Regions from separate parts of the Rattus norvegicus genome. Here region 1 is linked to region 2. Evidence: chromatin contacts called from public Hi-C data. All regions are on one chromosome and are shown on one strand. The core of a region is the stretch at or near the end of the contact, and the rest is flanking DNA. Distances in the headings are between cores, read along the strand shown. Region 1 overlaps Phf20 (PHD finger protein 20). Region 2 holds the start of Rbm39 (RNA binding motif protein 39).

Region 1 (3,489 bases), core at 497-2,996, 90 kb after region 2:
GACTCTAAATATGATGGTTGCTCTGGATGTCTTGGAACTCACTGTAGATCAGAATAGCTCTGAACTCACAGAGCACTGCCTGCCTCTGCTTTCGCAGTGCTAAGATTAGTGCTATACTCCATTCATTTCTGATTTTGTTTTATAATCCCTTTTGCTATTTTGGCTAGGGAGCTACCAATTTTATTGATCACTTCAAAGAAATAACCTGTTTTGTTTCTCTTGTTTCTAAAAGATTTCTCCTGACTTTGTAGAATTTTATAGTTGTTCTAACAGTCGCCCATCTATCTGTTCATTGAATCAGGAGATAGTATATGCAAGCTCTAGGCTCTATTTTAACCATCTTATTTGTGAGTATTCTGCTTGGAACATGGAACAAAGAACATACTGGAGCCTTGCCTGGTAGCTGTAACCTACAGTCTTGGTGGCTGGTTATCTGTTATAAAGTGAACAGAAAGGTCCTTGTCACTGGAGTTTTAGAATCTAATAAGTGTTGCACTGTAAGTTAACTAGGTCTGTTTAGCGTAATGCCTAGAAAAGTCCTATTCTTCAAACTTAGCTTTTGTTTTGTTTTGTTTTAATGTTTTTGTTTCAGACAGTTTTGTTGTTTTGTTTGTTTAATAAATTTTCTATCTCAGTCTGTATGTACTGGCATTGTAGGCATAATCTTTCATTCCTTGTTATGTTTTCTTGACCAGAGCCACAGATGTATAATCATTTTACTGTCCAACAGATTGGATAAATCAAAATGTGGAGTCCAGAAACCCTTATTGGTTAAGCCATGTGTACCTACTGTGGAGGAACTGAACTCAGGACTCACTCTGAGCCCTTCCTGTGTGCCAAAAGAGCTCTAGCTGTTCAGTTTACAGAGAGTCATGGTCCTAGTGTTTAGTGGAGGTTGGAAGAAGGGCCTTGGAAGGTGGGGGCAGAGCACTGTGTGGTCCATGGGACGATCAGATATGTGGTTTCTGACTTAGTTGCAGGCTTCCTAAAGTAGGTTAAGGCTGAGCAGGGAAGTTCTTCTTAGTCCGAGACATTTGCTTTAAGGAATCTGTGGAGTTCTTGACTTTTCAAGTTAATCTAACTTCACAGTAGACAAAGAAGCAACCTAGTCAAAATTATGGATTGTTAGTTTGCTCCCAAATCCTGCCTCCCCTCCCCCAACTGTGCCCTCCTAGCTGCTGATGAACTAACTGCTGACTGCTAAGGACACAATGACAAGAGGGCAGAGTGCTGCCTTGAGGGATTTGGTACAGCAAGGAGCAGGCCCACCTCTTCCCAGGCACTTGTCACAGTAGTGTGTCACTCCAACAAGGGGCAACATGCAGTAGGTAATCAGAATGTATGGAAGGAGGTCGCCTTTGGAATTCTGTAGGTAAAAGGGAGAGATATGTTGTCCTTCAAGCAAAATAGTATTTCTGGAATTTGTTTCGAAACAAGGGCTTTGTGGGAATACAGTTGATAGGGAAAGCTTGCTGGGAAGAAGGCTGCTAAAGACACGTGAGCCAGAAACCCTTACGTAAGTGAGTAGGAAATGGGCTGGGTTGTCAGCAAAACAGCCGCAGGGGGCAGGGGCTGCTCAGTCACTGGGTAGTGACTGCTCTCCAGCACAGCCACAGCCTTCGTTAGGGTTTCTAACCCTAGATGGAGTCATGGCCGGAGAGGTCTATGAGAGACTCCTCTGCAGCTGTTGGGAACAACACATCAAGTTTATACACGGCTGGCAGCAGGGCCTCCTAAAGCCCAGCCCAGGCAGCAGGGGCAGCACTGCCATCTTGTGGAGTAGATGTTCAGTGCTCTCTCTTGGTCTGTGTGTATGCAGAAATTTATCTTCTGGGTGAGAGCCAGGAAATGTTCACTGGGACCAGATGCATAAAGGTCAGGGGACAACCTTGTGAGTCACTTCTCTCCTTCTACCTTTTATCTGTGTTTTGGGAATCAAAAGCATATTGCCAGGTGTACACAGCAAGTACCTTTACCCACCAAACCATCTTGTTGGACCACAAGGTATTTTTCCTGAGCATAGACATACATGTATATGCATGTGTAAGTACATATGTGTGTAATATTTTTTTTTTAATGCTGAGGACTGAACCACAGATCACTCCTACTGAGTGCATACTCTGCTACTGAGCTATACACCCAGCTATCCCTCTTCCCTGGATAGTGCTAGATTAAACCCAGGCCTTTGTACAAGCCAAGGAAGGGTGAACCACTGAATTAGCACCCTCAGCCCTGTGTACATTTTTAAGTAAGTCTCATTTCAAGTTATCTCACGCCCATGAAAATGTTAAATAGAGCGCAAAGAAGAGGGACATGGTGACTTCACATGCACAATGTCAACACTTGGGAGGCCAAGGCTGCAAGGTCACAGTAAATTCGAGGCTATACTGGGCCGCCCCATGAGTTCAAGGTCAGCCTAGGCTACACGTGTATTCAAGGCCTGTATGGGGCACAGAATGAAGTCCTGCCTGAGCATCAACATCAGTTAGTAGGTAGGATTTCTGTAGCTTCTATCTGTGGAAGGGAGTGTGGCGGAGTGACAGCTGACATTACAGAAGTGGTGCAGACATCGAAGAAGCCGCTTAGAGTTTCTCAAGTGGGCCCTTCTCCTCCGCCTGCCCTTGTGCTTTTTGGATGGAGATATATATATATCACATATACATATATGTATATATGTATATGTGTGGGGGGGGAGAGCGAGCGAGCGAGAGCACACTCGAGAGCGCACATGCCTGTTTAAGCCTCCTTTTATATTTTCTAGCCCTTAACTAGCCACAAATTCACCATCGCTCTTCCGTCCCCAGGTACTGGGGATTGCAAGTAGGTGCCACCACACCCAACTCACTATTGTATCTCTTTTCCTAGTATACATGGTTCTAAAGTTGACAGGAAAAAAGCACAGTGCCCCTTTATAATTTTTAATTAATTTTGAGACCGGGTGTCTTGTATCCTGCATTGGCCTGGAGCTGGTGTAAGTGAAGATATCTTCAACTCCTGATCTCCCGTCTCCTTCCAGTGTGCTGCCATTGTCAGCCACCTAAGCTTCGTGTATTCAGTACTGAAGGCTTTGGGCACAGCAGCCAGCCAGCTGTCAACTGAGCTGGACCCCCTGGCACCCTTAACAGTTGATTTCTGTTAGACGGGGTCTCAATCTACAGTCCCAGATTGCCGTTAACCTCAAGGCAAACCTCCTGCCTCCGTCTGGGGTTACAGACTTGAGCCGTTACACCTTGCTCTTTTGCTGTATTCTCCTCTGGGGGTGGAACTGCAGCCTCACATGTGCTGGAAATGCTCTACCTACCCTACATATTCTATTTCATGGTTCCCTAAATTTACATAGCACAGGCCCGGGATATAGCTTACTTCGTAAAGTGTTTGCTTAGCTTGGAGGAATCCTGGTTTTAAACCTCAGCACATAAACCAGATATGGCAGTACACAGCTGTCATCCAGCGCTCAGGAGGACCACAAGTTTACAGCCAGACTATATT
Region 2 (3,720 bases), core at 680-3,179:
AAACGGTTTAAGCGCAAGGTTGATTTCAGTTTGAATACATCACCAATATAGGATATCTAAGTTACAAGGCTTAAGGTCTGTGACACCAGTGACAATGCATGCATGCACACTGCTATTTTCACCACCAACTGGTCAAAGAATGAAGAGTGCTTACTTTTACTGTCATACCGAAATGGGTCATATTGTATTACTAGCCAAAATACTGCCTTTCTAGTTTAGTGTGAAAAACTATGGCAGGGCCTAATTAAAAACAAAATGCTATGGAGAGCAGTAAAACAGTCATCAAGTGACTCTGAGCTGTGATACTGTCTCTTGCCTTTCCTTTTTTTTTTTTCTTTTCTTCTTTTCTTTTTCTGTTTTTTTTTCTTTAATTTCTATTCAGGGATCCAAGAATCTTAGTAATTATTAACTGAAAAGCAGATCAATACCTGCCTGTTTTAAGGTTTACTATCACCAGCCTTATATCTATTTATATAAAGTATAATTTTAAATCTCACCCATTTCTTCTTTCAAGACTCATAAGATTTTCTTGCCAGAGACTGGTTATATTTTATTATTCTTGGACCCCTGCAATTTTCCCAAACCACTGCATTCACCTTTTTGCTATACCAAACTGGAGCTGGTAATTCTTAGTTGAGTCATTTTACCTAGGGGACCACGGTACAGCGATAAGTCACTCAATTACTACCTTATGATTGACAGTTCACACTGGAATCAAAGGTGAATTCATGGGAGTAGAGGTGAGATATCGTTAGGCAAGTCTACAAAGAGAGATAGATGGGCATTTATTCATCACGCTGAAGTGAAACTACTGCACAATATTATTACATCAATAGCATATATTTACTTTTGTAAGTTACACGTAATGCATCTCTGATAAGATAATCAAGAGGGCTCCGGGAAGGTTAGTTTACATTTCAGCAGTAGTTTCGTGAATAATGCTAAATTAAGAAATATATTGAAGCTCACTAGCATGTTTTCTCACCTTCTTGTAAGGGGCCTCAAGCATTGCTTCAATATCAATATCGTCTGCCATTTTCTCTACTCGCCTAAAGAAGAACAAGACAGTCCTGTAAGTAAACAACCTGCAATTACGACCAAAATAAAATGTCTCCTTGACCTACAATACTCAAAGCTTGAGAAAAATCCTTTAAAAGCCCCAGTGACTAAAATTGTGCGATGCACACTCCACAAACTTCATTTGGTAAGTAAATGATTTAATGTATCTTTCATCTAACATAGGAGCAGAACTCAATGTCCGATTTTAAAAACCCGCCCAGGATGCCCTAAAACCAAACCTGAGAATATGAACCAGAGCGCTTCCCTTCACACAAAACCCGCGCTGCCATTTTAGCGGCAGAGGGAAACTCCCTCTGCTGGGAGGGGTTGTGTACCAAGGTAGCGTTCGACAGGCGCCATGTTGGGAGGTCGCGACCAGCCCCGGCCTCGAAAAGGACAGATCTTTATCTGCCCGAGAACCCACGGAGGTCCCTGACACTACCAAAATCTCCACAGTGACTTTGCCAGAATTGAAGGGCACAGCCAGGGAGAAGTGACCGACCTTGCCGAAAGGGCCCCCTCCCCCTCTGCGCACCTATAAAAGCCGCTAAAGCCTCGGCATCCCGGACCTCCCAACCTAAGGAAGGCTGACCACTACTAGCAGTCCGCGACGCCCTATACCTGTGCGGATTTTCGCGCGCCTGTGCTCGAATCGGGAAGTCGGCTGCCGCCGCCGCCGCTGCTGTTGCTACTGTTAAGTCACTAGGCCCAGGCCGCGGTACCGCCCAACCCGAATATCGGGCCCCGAGGGCGTCTAGGCCCAAACGAATCTAAAAGAAACAATGGGATTAAAGGAGCCCGCGACGGAGAGCAGGGCAGCGGCTTCGGCAGCTCAGGATCCACCCCTGCGACAGCGTCGGCTAGCTCCCTGAAATGGCGGCCGCTGCTCCTCCGTATTCACATTCACCAACACATACACACACACAAACACCCGGGGTCTCCCGGAGCCTCAGCACGGGCTCTCGCGAGAAACTGCCCGGTGTTCTAGACTGGAGAGCACGAAATATCGCGAGATCTCACTACGGCTCCGGCGACTATGGCCCAATCTCGTGCAATGATTGCGCCACAGATGATCCCATTCTCCCTTCCCCAATTCGGAAAGGCTTCTCGGACTCCCCCTCCAGATATGCACCAAATCTCGCGAGGCTACGCTGTCTCCAGGGCAAAGACAGTTGGTGCACTGACTGTCAATCTTTGGAAGAATTCCTTGCTGAGTGGATCTTTGCTGTCATCCCGGCTGGGTGTGAAGGTTTCCCCTCTCACAGCCGACCGCCCCCCACCCCTGACACCGGTCCTCCCACACATATGGCTGTCAAGGTCGCCATAAGGCAACCTATTAGAATACATATGGCTGTAGGGTAAGACATTCGTGTCCAAATTCACCGACGGTGAAAACTCATGCTTACAAGAATGAGATGTACACAAGCGAAGGGGAATAAAAAGTACGATTTTCTTGTCATTTGGTGTCACCAGTCGGATGTGGTCTCGATGGTTAAGCTTCTAAACACCCTTGGAAACCAGAGGCTGGGTGGGAAGAAACTGCAGTTTGTAGCTTTCTAACCCCTGAATTTAGTCGGGCTATGTGTCGGAGTTATTTGTTACTTTAAAGGTATCCTCGCTTTTCCCTAGGATTTTGACTGTCTACGTGTAAATTCACTGTTTCGTTTATTTTTTATTGGATTTTTCTTTTGTTTGCTTTTTATGTATTTGGGAGTGGTTCATACTGTGACAGAGAAGCTGAGTGATCATTGGAAGATTTTTTTTCCCTTTCACGTAATAGAAAAAGTTTTGAAATAAAATGAAATATCAAACCAGTCTTGAAACCTATCTGCAGCTTAATAATTGAGGGTATTAAAGATTCAAAATGTCACACCTTGGTTAGTGTAGCTGCTCCAACACTGTATGACCTTGGGCAAGTAAATTAAGCTCTCCATAAATTCCATCTCTTCCTGAAGAGGGGAATATCATAACTAGTAGCAAGGATAGGCTTAACACTAACCAAGGTTGCAAACCTTCACTAATGAATTCCCAGGTTTAGCAGTCGATGTTGTCTGTTGACCATGCAAACTCTCCATGGAATGTATGAAGGAAGGCTCCTTAGGAGTAGGAAGATGGAGTGGATTCATGGCTGGAAACTTCTTGGGGCTGGCCATGTAGAACAGTTTGGGGGGGTGGCTTTTCTAGCATGCCTGGTGGTGCTTGTCCAGAATTCCAGCCCTCAGAAACAGAAGCAGGGGTATATCTGTGAATTTGAAGTCAGTCTAGTCTATCTGAGGAGTTCAGGCCAGCCAGAACTAGGTAGTGAGACCCTCTCTCGAAAAAAAAAAAAATAGATTATATGCATTTCTCTTTTAGATGTGGCACAGTGCCTGAAACCACTGATAGTTTCCAACTTCCCTTATGGGCTACCAAAACTTCCCTGCCCCTATAAGGGGCCACATCCCATCTTTCTCTATAGGTATTTGGACCATAGGGTGAGGGGTGACAGAGATGCCCTTTCACCCAGAGTAAGCAGGGTCTCGCCTAACTAAGGAGAGATCAAGCCCCTCTCTGTTTTCTATCTCTCTACAGCTGTCCTCTCCCCCCCCCCCAGCTGGGCACCGAACCCAGGGCCTTGCGCTTCCTAGGCAAGCGCTCTACCACTGAGCTAAATCCCCAACC

What was found. Hi-C and Micro-C count contacts between places; a contact is called where the count stands out from the background.
Region 1: a contact with region 2 is called in a Hi-C map of Schwann cells, with 5 times the contacts expected there. The contact joins the enhancer-like site here to the promoter of Rbm39 in region 2. A contact is called at or near these places in 8 of 12 Hi-C or Micro-C datasets (the A7r5 cell line, Schwann cells, frontal cortex and 5 more) and 1 of 1 datasets of contacts at active chromatin or transcription factors (oligodendrocytes).

The regions. Positions count from the first base shown.
Region 1 is chr3:165,244,100-165,247,588 of GRCr8, forward strand. All of the region lies in intron 9 of Phf20 (PHD finger protein 20), which reads left to right. Among named protein-coding and RNA genes, the nearest start is that of Cnbd2, 33 kb to the right of the region's middle. Within about 2 kb of position 1,747, at least 34 of the 93 cell types and tissues checked have an H3K27ac peak or open chromatin away from gene starts, as enhancers often do. A contact at or near this core is called in Schwann cells and liver, where this site is marked.
Region 2 is chr3:165,154,306-165,158,025 of GRCr8, forward strand. It overlaps Rbm39 (RNA binding motif protein 39), which reads right to left and starts at 1,930. Exons shown (of 17, transcript NM_001013207.2): 1 at 1,681-1,930; 2 at 986-1,049. The coding sequence starts at 1,036.